Regions from separate parts of the Mus musculus genome. Here region 1 is linked to region 2. A link is a contact called in public HiChIP or PLAC-seq data. All regions are on one chromosome and are shown on one strand. Each heading gives the region's core, a stretch centred on a gene start, on an enhancer-like site or on the middle of the called end of the contact. The rest is flanking DNA. Distances are from core to core; before and after follow the strand shown.

Region 1 (6,438 bases), core at 3,841-6,340, 89 kb before region 2:
TCCAGATCCCCACCCTCCAAGCCCTATATTTTATACAGCCAGGACAAACATTTTCATGATCAAATTTCCCAAGCTTGAAAATGGAAGTCTATGAGGTCAACTCATAAATAAGGGTTTCAACTTTTTTAAAAGTCGGAATTTTAAACATGATTATTTCAGCTCACCCACCTCTGCAGAACCCAGTTCTGTCATCCACCAAGTAAGGGTTTTTTCCCTCTCTGGAGAGGTTTCATGATTGTTCCCCAGGGGAAAAGACTCATTATCATTCCTACACTACAGCCATAGTGAATGCTGTCATCTGCTGAGAACTCTGCTTTACATATACTTAATTGTCACAGCAACTCTGTACATAAATAGTGTTGCTACATATTATGCAGGAGGAAGTGGAGTCTTAAAATGAGATACTAGAAAAACCATAGCCTCTGGGAATGGATGGCTTGAATCCTAGATCTCTGGCACCTATTTGAGTCAGGACCTGGGGCCTCTGTAGAGTCATTTACTTATCTGTCCCATGCTGAAGATGAGCAACTGGCCTCATATGTTGAGCATAGCTGCCTACCTGTCCTACAATAGATGTTATTAGTTCTTTATCTGTCCTGATGATAGGCTATAACTCCTGTCATGACAGATAGTGATAACTCATGGTGCCGCAGAGCCCACAAGCAATTAAATAAGGGTCCATCAAAGTCACTAATTCAGATAATTGACCTATGCTTTGATTGAAGTTTCACTGTAGAGATATTTGGGGAACAAAGAGTTTGCCAATCGATTTCTTAAGCAATATTGTAGGAGGGTGATTATGAGCATTCAGCTTCTGAGAACACCTGGGAGAAGACCTTCAGCATTTCACATACCTGTCAAAAAGCTCTTTGGAAATTAATCTCCGAGCAGACTCTGACTTTGTTTACTCCTAAACAGCATGATCATCCCTTCCCCAGATAACAAAGGAATGTGTTGTAAGAGAGCATAGATGAGTGTCACCCTTAAGAGACTATCACAGTGTCTGCTTACACAGTGAGGATGGCAGCTATGCCACTAACCCATGCAATCTTATGAGTCCTCGTTACACATGCATTTCCATTTCAATATATTTATTATTTCTAACTAGTTGTATTGTGTGTGTCCATAGAGACCAGAAGAGGGACCAGAAGACAGCATTCACTATTTTTAATTAGTTTTATTCTGTATGTATTGTGTGTGTCTGTCTGTCTGTGCATGATGTGTGTGCAGGTGCCCATGGGAGCCAGAGAGCATCAGGTCTTCTGGAGTCAAAGTTAGAGGCAAGTGTTAATTGCCTGCCATTTCTGCTAGGAACTGAACTGAGGTCCCTTGCAAGAACATGCTCTTAACTACTCACCAGCTCCTAATTCATTCAATCTTTAACCCAAATCTTACCTGGAATTACAGGATTATGGTATTAAGGATTGCTATGTTTCAATGAAATGTTCTAGGCACCTGGGGTATATCAGAAACTAAAATAAATATTCTTTCATTCTATTTAGGAGAGAGAAGTTAAAAAAGCATCAATTTTGTCAATTATACTAAAAAAATAGTGTTAATAACAAAAAAATTTTAAAGTAGGGAATATATAGGTCATTGTAATTTTAAATTATGACTGTCAGTCATTTAAAAGGCTGCATTGGGCATGTGTGGTAATGCATATCTTTAATCTAAGCACTTGGGTTAGAAGCAAGTGGATCTCTGTGAGTTCAGTGTTAGCCTGGTCTACATAGTGAGTTCCAGGTCAGCCAGGGAGGGCTACATAGTGGGACCCTGTCTATAAGATGGGGGAGGGAGTGATACTGAAAGAAAAAATTGGATGATATTTAATAACTAGTAATACACACTCTATCACTTTTCAAAGTCTTAGGGCTAGAAAGGTAGCTCAGTGCATAAGAACACATGCCGCTCTTGCAGAAGACCCAGGTTGGGTTCCCCCCACCCATATACAGTGTTTCACAACTCCAGAGATCCAGGCCCCCTCTCTGGCCTCTGTGGACACCTGCACACATGTGGCATACATACCTACACAGGCATGCACTTACATACATTAAAAAGTAATCCTTATAATTGTATTTTCCAGATCCAGAGTTTCTATAAATATATTAATATTTTATATTTAAAATAAATATTTTAAACTTCTCAGAAATCAATCTTTAAAAATCTTAAAAGGGCTTTTTTTTCTTATGTGGTTCCACCTCAACTCTATTCATCTGCACATTATTTATTTATTTATTTATTTATTTTTATGTACATTTGTTGTTTGGCATACATGAGGGTACCAGATCCCCTGGAACTGGAGTTCCAGACAGTTGTGAGCTGCCATATAGGTACTGGGAACTGAACCTGGGTCCTCTGGAACAGCAGCCAATGCTGTTAACCACTGAGCCATCTCTCCAGTCCCCTATCTGTGCCTTCTTAAAGTATCCAAGAACCTTTCTACTTTGAAAGGGTAAAGGTTAAAAGAACACACAGGCTGTTTCATGTATGTCCTACCTACGATTTACCAATGGGGATGGGTTAACATGCTGCTTTCTTAGGGCCTAATGTGTCCCCTGAAGGAAGCCACCCGTTTTAGTGGCACTCCATAATCACAGGGCCCGGAGGGAGGTTCTTGTCTTGAAAATAATAGAGAGACTCAAGCTAGAAGACCTCATGCTATTCAGTAGGCACTTAGGAGCAGCACAGGAGAGTTTGGCTGGAGAAGGAATATCGGTGATGTTATACAGTCATCTCAGAATAAGATAAAGGGACATGGAATCTGGGGTTTACTTAGCATCTACTGTATACTGAGCATCATGTAAACTCTACAACATGAACTGACTATTTTGATCATCCACATAGAAAGGGCAGGGGAACTGAGGCTCAGAGAAGATGAGGAAACTGCCCACTGCACACACGGGGTGACTTACAAGCATAAGTCTGCCTGGCTCCAGAACCCATGTTCCTACCTCACTAGTCAACGCTGTGTAGGATTCATCAGATATGGGATATAAATTGTTATTGCTCCTGCAGCTTTCAAAGGACTGTTTTCCCTGGGTGGTTCCGGTTCTGAGGCTCTAGTGCTTGTGGAGATGCAACGGCATTTTCTACCCCATCCATCTCTCCCCGAGTCTATTCCTAGTGTCTCCCAAATTCTCAGTTGCCCATCCTGTCTCACCATGACTGCCTGTGACTCCCTCTGTTTGTAGCCCAGATAGCCCTACAACCCAGAGCTGCTTCCCCACCCTACCCCTGCGCCTGCCCCTCTACCACGGAGCAACCAGGCCCAACAGGTACCGATGCAAGTTTCTAGCTTCTCTGTACTCTTCAACCAAGGTTAAAGGCTGTGCTACAGCGAGTTGGTTGTAGCTGGTGAGGAAGCTAACAGTGGGAACAGGTGACATGACCCAGCATGTGAGAAAAGTGATTTCTAATGGAGTGAACGTGGACCACTGGGAAACAGGAAAGGGGAAGGCCCCGAGAAGGTGAATTCCTTGTCATTCCTCCTCCCAAGACCTTATCTGAGGCATGGCTTCATCCTGTAGCAAGGTACTATTGTGCAAAGCCCCTTGTGCAGGCATACCGTCTGTCTCTCTGGCAGACCTTGTCTTCTTCTGCTTCCCTTTTCCTCTCAACTCGCCGCTGCCCCAGGATCTCATCTCCTAAATAAAACATTGGCTTAATGTCTCAGTTTGGGTTCTGTTTTTCTAGAAAACATAAACTAAATAAAATATTCAAGTTCAATTTCTCTTCATAGGACCACCGCTTCTTGGATTCGCTTGAGTGTGTTCCAAGAGATAATAGCTGATAATGATGTCATACATATATACATACACACAAAGATAAAAATAAATCTTAAAAATCATGCTGTCAGTATCAGCACGCCGAGCGGTATTTGCATATTTCCCTTAAAATGTGAAGTTTGTTTGAAAACAAAGTAAAACTATTGAATGAGACCTTGGTGCTAAAAGGAATTCAGAGCTGGGAACTCATAACTGGCTTGCTCCTGCATGCCTCATTTCCTGAGTGTCTCACAGGAGCCTTCCCTTTGCCAGGTTTGGACCCCCACATTCTCACTCGGACTATTATAATTGTTTTTTAACTTTTCTCTTTGTTTCCACACTGACTCCTGCCATCAAGTAAGTAGTCCTGGTTTTTTTTGGAGACAGGGTTTCTCTGTGTAGCCCTGGCTGTCCTGGAACTCACTATGTAGACCAGGCTGGCCTCAAACTCAGAAATCTGCCTGTCTCTGCCTCCCGAGTGCTGGGATTAAAGGCGTGCGCCACCACGCCCGGCTGTAAGTAGTCCTAAGATGGATTTTATCTTGCTCCCCATGTTTAAAAACCTTTAGTAACTTCTCATCCTTCTAAATCTACTCTTTGATGATGCTGGGACAATAACTGTTGACCCAGCTGGGCCCCTTTAAGGGACAGGGTGTGAAATAAAACTAGAGGGCATCAGCACTGAACTAAATGGCACATGGAAGGCCGGGAATGGTGGCACACGCCTTTAATCCCAGCACTTGGGAGGCAGAGGCAGGCGAATTTCTGAGTTCAAGGTCAGCCTGGTCTACAGAGTGAGTTCCAGCACAGCCAGGACTATACAGAGAAACCCTCGAAAAACCAAATAAATAAATAAATAAATAAATAAATAAATAAATAAATGGCACATGGAAGATGACAGCCACGGTCAACGGTGGCAGACACCAGGGCGGCAGCAGATGGCATGGGTGGAAGAATGAAATAAAATATAAAATAAAATAAGAAGCACCATGGAGCAAGGCCAGCAGAGGTAAGAGTCATGACAGCAAGACACCAGCAGGATATAGAAACAGCACTTCATGCTGTTTCAGCATAGCTTGTGGTCCCCTGAGTTTAGCTCTGTTGAAACAATGGCATTGCCTCTTGAGATTTTTATCAGCCCAGATCATGGCAGGAACCTGAAGTCATAATCAACTGAGGCTTTGAAAATCAGGTGGTTAGGACATATCTACAGGGCATAGGCAGAGTTATGGGTAGTTAGGGTGCTAGGCACTAGCAGAATCGTGTTAGTAGAAGCCAGGGATGAAGAGAAAAGGGAACAGAGTCCCAGAAAGAACAGGAAGTATGGCAGAACATGGCTATCACTGCTAGTGATCATGAGAGCACCCTGCTAAAGACGGGAGCCTCACTGCCTCTTCCTCCTCCTCTCTGAGATTTACTAATGTCTCCCATTCGAAAGCCCAAGGGTTAGCCAGAGGACAAAGGAAGCCAGGTGACATAGCATGGGGGTAACAGATTATCAACTACAGCCCAGGGCAGAGAAGAATATAGTCTTCCCTGTCCCCTAGTAAATGTGCACAGCCTGATTCCAGAACCCAATGGTACTTACTGCATTCCATGGCAAAAGTCGTGATTTCAGTTGAGGGTCATGAGAGGGGAGGCTTAGCCCACAATCTGGGTGGGACCTTAGTTCAGTCACACACATTCCTACAGGGAGTAGCAGGGGGAGGTTTACAACGTTGGAGGAGTCCATGTGACCACAGAAACAGATTAGACTGGAGTGGCCAGGAACCAAAGAAAGCCTGAGGCTATCACTAACTGGAAGAAACAGGAGACCGATTATCCCTGCCCCCTCCAAGCCTCAAGAGACTTTGACCCTGCCCAAACCTTCATTTTAGACTGGTGGCCTCTAGAACTGGAAGAAAAATAAAATTCTGTTGTTTTAAGTCAGCCAGTTTGTGCTAATTTGTTACAGCAGTCACAAGAAACCAACAGAGGCCAAATGGACACCAAACAGCACAGAATCTATCCACCTCAAACGGCACAGTGATGGCCACACTCCTGCTGGCTGGACACTCTTTGACCTACCTTTTATATTCCATTTGGAAGTTCTGCTGGGACCATTCACACACCTCACATCACGGCTCCCAAATCACAGCTGCCTTCATGTGCAAATGTCTTTTCTTTCAGAGAGGAGGATAACCTTCTTCAGAGCCGTCTCTCACACCTTGGGAACCCTCAACACTCCTCACATACTTCTTTAAGCAGAGTGATTGGTAAATGAAAAGGAAAACTTCCAATTGCCCATCTGTAAATGGAAAATAACAACCACTAACTTGCCTCTCGGAGGTAATGGTGGCAATGTTTCCTGAAAACAGTTCCTGTACCTGTAGCAGAAGTGATCTATCTGAAACACATTCCTACTAGAACAATTCCTTAGGAAAGAAATTACATTTCATTTTAGCAAACCCTGTATTCTACATTGAACTGAAACGGCCAGCATTTCACCCTAAGGAAGAAGAGGCCAGGGCTAATTGAGAAACAGAGGCAGGGATAGAGGGGGTATGCAATGGTAGACTACTTGTTTAGTGTGTTTGAATTCCTGAGTGTGGACAGGAATACCTGTCCACAGCACTGAAAAAAAAATCAGCAAGCACGCAGTCAAACAGACAAAATAAACACTTGAGACAGAAAT
Region 2 (6,476 bases), core at 1,875-4,374:
TGGCTTTGGAACAGAAGGAATATTCTCAAACCTAAGCCATGTGGTTTTTGTCTGACTGAAAGTTTGGTTTCTGTTTGTCACCTTTCAGGAAGTTCTTAACAAACAAGTGTTATCTATGAGTTCTGTGCTCTGCCATCCCCTGGCACCAGGGAAAGGACTGCAATGAAGGGTTTTTGACATCCTTGTTCTTTATACTAAACACTCTTTATTGAAACAAGTTTGATAACAGTGATGAATTTCTGGCAAGAAACTTTAAAAAAAAATCACACAGCGGCCCCTGACTATAAATTCAACACTGCCACAAGTTCGGGACCAATCAGGTCTAGAGGGTGAGACCCTATCTTGACAAGCTGAGCAGGAGCATGGGTTAGGGAGGTGGCTCAGTTGGTGGAATGCTTGCTGTGCAGGCATCTGGACCTGGGATTGGATGCCAGGTACCCTTGTAAAGTCAGGCATGATGGCATGCATCTTTAACCCCAGTGGCAGGGAGGCAGAGATGGGGGGAGCCCTGGGCTCACTGGTCAGCCAGTCTAGCCAAACTGATGAATTCCAGGATCAGAGACAACTTGTCTCCAAAAACAAAAACAAAAACAAAACAAAAACAAAGAAAAACAACAAAACAAAACAAAACAAAACGGCATGGAGAGTGGTTGTGGAAGACATTCCATGTTTTACCTCTGACCTCCTCACACACGCACATGTACCCCAAGAAATAGAAACATCACACACACACAACACACACACACACACACACACACACACACTGGACACATGAGACAGACAGACAGAGAGAGAGACAGAGAGAGAGAGAGAGAGAGAGAGAGAGCAATAATGGGGTGGGGGTGGGGTACCAGCCAACAGCTAGTGAGTAAAGGAGCTGTCCCATATCTGTTGGTTCAGTCCCATCTAGACAGAGAGACATCAGTGACCAATTTTAATGCCACCTGCATTTAAGTGGGGCACGGAGTGATGAGCAAGAGTATTTTGTGTAGGTCTGTTTAGACATTAGTCCCAAAGGATGTTCAGTTCAGCCACTGGTTTCATCTGGGATAACAATTTGCTTTATGTCTTTAATGGGTTAAAATCGAGCCTGGTTCCCTAGTGAAATTCATCAGGTAGGGGCAGGAATGTGGGTCTGGGCCTCACCAAGGAGCCCCATTCTCCTCCCCCTCTGTGTCTGTCATGTGCTAGAGGATAATGGTCCCTTCAGTTGAAGAGAGTGATGACTCATAGCTGTGGGTGGGGGCTGAACAGACAGGTATGATGAATACATCTTTCCCCGTGAGACCCAGAGACGACATTTAAAAAAAAAAATCTGTGGTTGGGATGCGTGCTGCTCCAGAGTATGATCGATTGCTTGGGATTTCAAACACGGCCAGGTTCTGTCCCTCCAGTCTCCCTGCTGTCTGCAGAGTCGCTTTGCAGCAGCTCTGATCAAGAACTGGGGCTGCATGCTGGACCCTTCCAATCCAGGTTGGCTTTGTGCCTCTCTCTGGCTCTGGCTATCAGAATGGACCAGAAGTAACTGTGCTGAGTCCAAGCCGAGCCTCAAGGGCCTACCTCCAGTGTCTCTCTTGAACCTGCTGTTACTGGCCGAGCATAGGCCAACCTGTAGGAGGATGAGCGAATGTGTACAGAGGGATGAACTGTCCTAGTAGATGGACTCCTAGGCCAGGGCACTGCACTGGGGCCGACCTTTAGGACAGGGTTTGCTGACCTCTGATCTAAAGCAATGTGTTACCCATAGAAGTGTTGGTACCAATTCTGGGACCCCAGCTTCTCCATTCGGATTCATCTCTGTCATTCTGGAGGAAAAGGGTTTACTTCCCGTAGAAGAGGATAAGAAGGGGCTGAGGATACGGTTTAGTGGATAGAACGCTTGCCCTAGTTTGCACAAAGGCCAAGACTAGAACCCCATGACCGCATAAAACTGGGCATGCTGGCATAGGCCTGTAATCTCAGCACTTTGGAGGTAAAAGCAGGGAAGACAGAAGTCAAGGGTATCTTTGGTTACACAGGAAATATGAGACCAGCCTGGGCTACATGAAAATTTATCTCAATTTTGGAAAAAAAAAAAAAGCAAAAAGATAAATAAATAAAAAATAAAATTAAAAAAAAAGGAAAGGGGGTTAAAAAAAAAAAGGAGTGGTTGATGCAGATCCAAGACAGCACTGAGCACGTATACAGGGAACAATTAAAAGCCTCTTAGCCACTTCCTCCTCAATGGTTGTTCCTCCTTAATGCTACAGGCCCGAATGATCAAGCAACGTTACATTTCCCAGCCTCCAATCTCTAATACTAATTTAACAAACGCACGCTGTATGTCTCAGTAAGGATGGGGCGCCACTCGTACTTCTGCCTGCTTGGAGTTCCCCGAGTGTATTGTGCTGTTTCACGCCTCCCTAACTCTGCACACAATGTTCCTTCTGCCTGGAACACTCTTAGCCCTCTTCTCTTACTGGCTAACGCCTACTCACTGATCAGAGCCGAGCTCAAGGATACTGCCTCTTGGAAGACGTCCCCAGGAGCACCACCACCTCCTCGCCCTCAACCTCCGGCCACATGCTCGGTCTCAGCACTCATTCTGCCAGCCTAACAATTAAAGCGGAAAAACCGTTTCTATGGTGCTCGGCACTTACTGTGTGCCGACACCGTCGTACAGAATCCTCTGGTTGAAAGCGTCCACATTCCTGTGCCATGCCGTTTTTCCTCAAGGCAAGCACAGATTCAGAAGTAGATGCTGTGACTTCCTCCCACCTGTTGAGCAAAGAAGATGCACGGTGATTTATCATATATACTGTATACCCACTGAGGGCACCTACTTTATCTTCTCATTCTTGCGGTACCCGGAACAGACTCGGAACAGGCAGCAAGAGGAACAGCAGCAAAGAGCAAACAATAACACAGCCCAGAACACATCTCACACAGTGTTCACAGCTCTCCCCGGGGCCAAAACCGGGCAGTAACTTTCTGAGGTAGCTGTTATAGGTGCCACATATCAGGAACGGAAGGCGTCAAGAATTCTCTGGTAACTTTCCCAAGGTTGCACAGCTAGTGTGCGATAGAGCCAGTTCCAGAGGCTGTGTTTACAACCACAGGAGGAAAGGAAGGCTGCAGTGACTCAGCAGAAATCCATTTCCATCCTCAAAGAGGAAGTCAAAGAATGAAACTCTGAGGCTAAGAGTGGTCCAACGGGCATGGCTGCATACTCGGGCTTAATCGTCAACAGGCTCGTGTCACGTGGGCTCGAAGGTGCTCAGTGTAGAGAGGTGGGTTGCTCTGATGGGACCTCCAATGGTTTTCCTGTTAACATGTTTACTCAGCATGATGCCTAACAGCCCACATGCTGCAACGGGAGAGGGTGGTTTGTTTAAGACCTCCCTGACAGCAGACAAAACCTTATGGCATAATCCCTAGGCAGGCCTATTCCATCGGATTCTTTACCAACGAGCATCTGGAAGACGATCTTGGAACTGTCTAAGAGGCTGCTGAACCTGGCTAGGCACTTTTTGTAAAATCACCATGGCCAGCTGCTCGCTGAAGCGTTGGCAAGTCCCCACGGGGCCTCCCAGACACTGTACCTCGCAGTGAGACAGACAAAAGCAGGGACACACTGTGATTGGACCACAGCTGTCTCATCTCAGCACAGGCCTGTGCTGCTGAAAAGACAACAACAGAGACGCAGCATGGAATTTTGCTTCTGGGACAATCAGGAGCTTGGCAAACATAGGTTATATGCATCCAAGACAGCTACAGATGTGGCCTACAACATTGTAGATGCTGATGTTGATGTTGCAATGTCAAGAGGTTGGAAACCCCTGCAGGTAATGGTTGGAAACCCCTGCAGGTAATCTTCCCCTTAAAACTGGAGCCTCTCTAATGGTTTAAAGGGCCGAACAGTGGCCAAGAGGACCTCCCATAGGCTTCTAGTTATTAGTACGAAACACAACAGAAGCCAGTAAGATCTCCGAACACCAAGTATCTTCATGCTCCCATGTACCAGCCCAAGGCTTGCCTCCTGCTGAGGATTTCTCCCAAAGACAATGATGGCCTGGCTGGAAAACTTTAGAAACATCCATTTGATCTGTATTCATTTTCAGGGCACAGGGTAGAGTTTATAGCATTTTACCTTCCCATTAAAATAGCTCAACTGTGTTTACAGCCTATTTTATCCAGATTGCAGATTAACAATTTAAAGTCTTCTGCTTAGCAAATCTATTTTCTCAACTGACCATAAACTCCCTGAGGGTTGAGAACATAATCTTTCTCCTTTGGAGTCCTCTGTTCAGACAATATGGCACAGTACTTGGTGGAGGTCAGAGGGACAGAGGACAAAGTATTTGGAGGAACCCCCCTAACACCTGCCCGTGCTCCGTGGCCGTCTTCAGGAGCACTTAAGTCTGAGATGCCATTTCCTCATCCTTAGATCCCTCTCTGGCCTCCCTACTTGTTGAGAAGATCAAATAAGATAATGCATGTGAAAGTATTGTGTAATCCAAGAACTGCCAGTGGCTGAAACGTAAGGAATCCTCAGAGACGCACTTAGTAAGTATCTGATCGATTTTTAATGATAAGGTATTGTCTTCTCTCTTCTCTTCAACCAGCCCCTTTAAGGATTTTATTTCCTGGAATTTAATTTTATTTGAGTAGTAAAGCCGCTTCATGTCTTCCTGATAGTGTGTGTTTCACCCCATGGTCACCTTAAAATTTGATTGTAATCTAAGCAACCCAACCCCCAAAAGTCACCAAGCACACTAGCATGTCAATCACCCAGGACTCGTGGGGACAAATACGTTCAGACCCCACTTCTATTTCAGAAGCTTTCTTGTGCTGCTATCAACCTGTGAAAATTGTACCCTACGGAGGGATTATGCATATTTTTGTGTCAAGGCACACTCTGTGGATACAGAAGTCCTAAGCCCGTATCACCGCTCCCTAAGCCCGGGCCAGCAGAGAATGTGAGAAATTTCACAGAGGCGACACTACAATTCGACCTCTTAGAACACACCATTTATTTATAGTCCTTGTTCTGTATTTATTCTTAGCAAAGACAGCATGCTTGTTTATAACAGAGTTCTATAGGATACATTAGAAATCTCTCAAACATGGATCGTTCTTAAGTGATTTTAGAAAATGCTAAGTGTAGATTTTGGATTCTTGCTCTCTTAACTAGAAAAACAAGTAAACAAAACCAAAACGGAAAGAGACACAAGGAAATAAATAAGTTTTGTATTCCAGGGATGAGTTTACACCTGGTTCCCCATCTCGTTCTCAAACCAAGTAACACGAAAGATTATCTAGATTTTATAAAATGGTCAAAAACTAGACGGCTACAGAACCACTGACTTGGCTTAAGAACTACATTTCTCACAGAAATAGCTCAATGTTTATTTTCAAACGCTACTTATGAAACTATAGGAGTCTACTCTCTTCAATTCAACCAAAGCATGAGCCATTAGATTTGTGTACAGGTTTGAAGTGTGCTGTTAACATATTGAACTCGGGCCAGTTTTGAATAATACTGATAAATTTATTTATAAAACCCCCTTTAGGGAGGAATTCATCAATCTAAAGCAGTTGTCTGTTAAATACTCCTGAAGATAGGAAAAATAGTAAATAAACAAACAAAACTTCCAAACTCATCATTGAACATTCAACAACTGTCAACAGAAAGCCAGTTTACAGTTGAGACAGTCTTACCACGTAGCTCTGGCTAGCTGGAACTTCTTAGGTGGTCCAGGCTGTTTCTAAACTTCCATTGATCTGCCCTTCTCTGCCTCTAGGGTGCTGGATTAGGGGCATACACACCACCCGTCCTTTGTCTTTAGTACCAGAAAGGAAGCTGGGGCCTTACATTCACTAAGCATACATTCTCAGCTCCTAGAGCTTCAGTTACAGCAGATATTATTAGCAGCTATATGCTATATAGAAATACAGTTTTATGTTCAAACCTGATAGCAAGTTTATACAGCTTTATTTTTGCCTAATTAATTCTGTTTTCAACAGACACTTTTCTTTCTAGTCTCAAACTTTCCCATGTCTCCCAAAGTCTGGTAGGAAGTCAAGTTCCTTTCACAGTCAGTCCAGAAGAAAAATACCTAAGAGGAGACATGGTGGCTTTAAAATGTGCTGATTTATTGATTATTTTCTTTATCATACATGGCAGTGGTGTTGGTGGTGTTAGGAAGGCTGTCGTTCTCAGCAATGGAATGGTTTTTGGTCCCTCTCTTACCCAATGATACAATGGGGAGTGGCAAAAACTGTGGAGGTGGGGTGGGGCTGTCACACTGCAATCTCAATAATAAAGGGTTAGGGTTAGGGTCCACCAGGAACAGATATGATAACCCATGTATTTCAAGGTGAAAAGTTTCTTGTATACACAGATTATTTACTTATTTCATATATAATACTAAATATTTTCTCGGAGTACATTTTGCCATAGAGAGCTATCATTCCAAAGACTTGTCAAAGTCTGT

Evidence for each region. HiChIP or PLAC-seq counts read pairs in DNA pulled down with a chosen protein or histone mark.
Region 1: a contact with region 2 is called in an H3K4me3 HiChIP or PLAC-seq map of bone marrow-derived macrophages, with 2.6 times the contacts expected there. The contact joins two enhancer-like sites. A contact is called at or near these places in 1 of 15 datasets of contacts at CTCF or cohesin (pro-B cells), 9 of 484 Hi-C or Micro-C datasets (the HL-1 cell line, Th2 cells, bone marrow-derived macrophages and 6 more) and 3 of 115 datasets of contacts at active chromatin or transcription factors (bone marrow-derived macrophages, embryonic stem cells and heart atrium).

Annotation. Positions count from the first base shown.
Region 1 is chr6:31,371,888-31,378,325 of GRCm38.p6, reverse strand. The region is part of intron 2 of Mkln1os (muskelin 1, intracellular mediator containing kelch motifs, opposite strand); the gene reads left to right. LOC115490343 (a long non-coding RNA gene) reads right to left here. Exons shown (of 2, transcript XR_003956274.1): 1 at 5,832-6,438; 2 at 1-3,644. Among named protein-coding and RNA genes, the nearest start is that of Mkln1os, 24 kb to the left of the region's middle. Within about 2 kb of position 5,090, at least 42 of the 459 cell types and tissues checked have an H3K27ac peak or open chromatin away from gene starts, as enhancers often do. A contact at or near this core is called in bone marrow-derived macrophages, where this site is marked.
Region 2 is chr6:31,281,284-31,287,759 of GRCm38.p6, reverse strand. All of the region lies in intron 2 of 2210408F21Rik (RIKEN cDNA 2210408F21 gene), which reads right to left. Among named protein-coding and RNA genes, the nearest start is that of Gm38782, 41 kb to the right of the region's middle. Within about 2 kb of position 3,124, at least 87 of the 459 cell types and tissues checked have an H3K27ac peak or open chromatin away from gene starts, as enhancers often do. A contact at or near this core is called in bone marrow-derived macrophages, where this site is marked.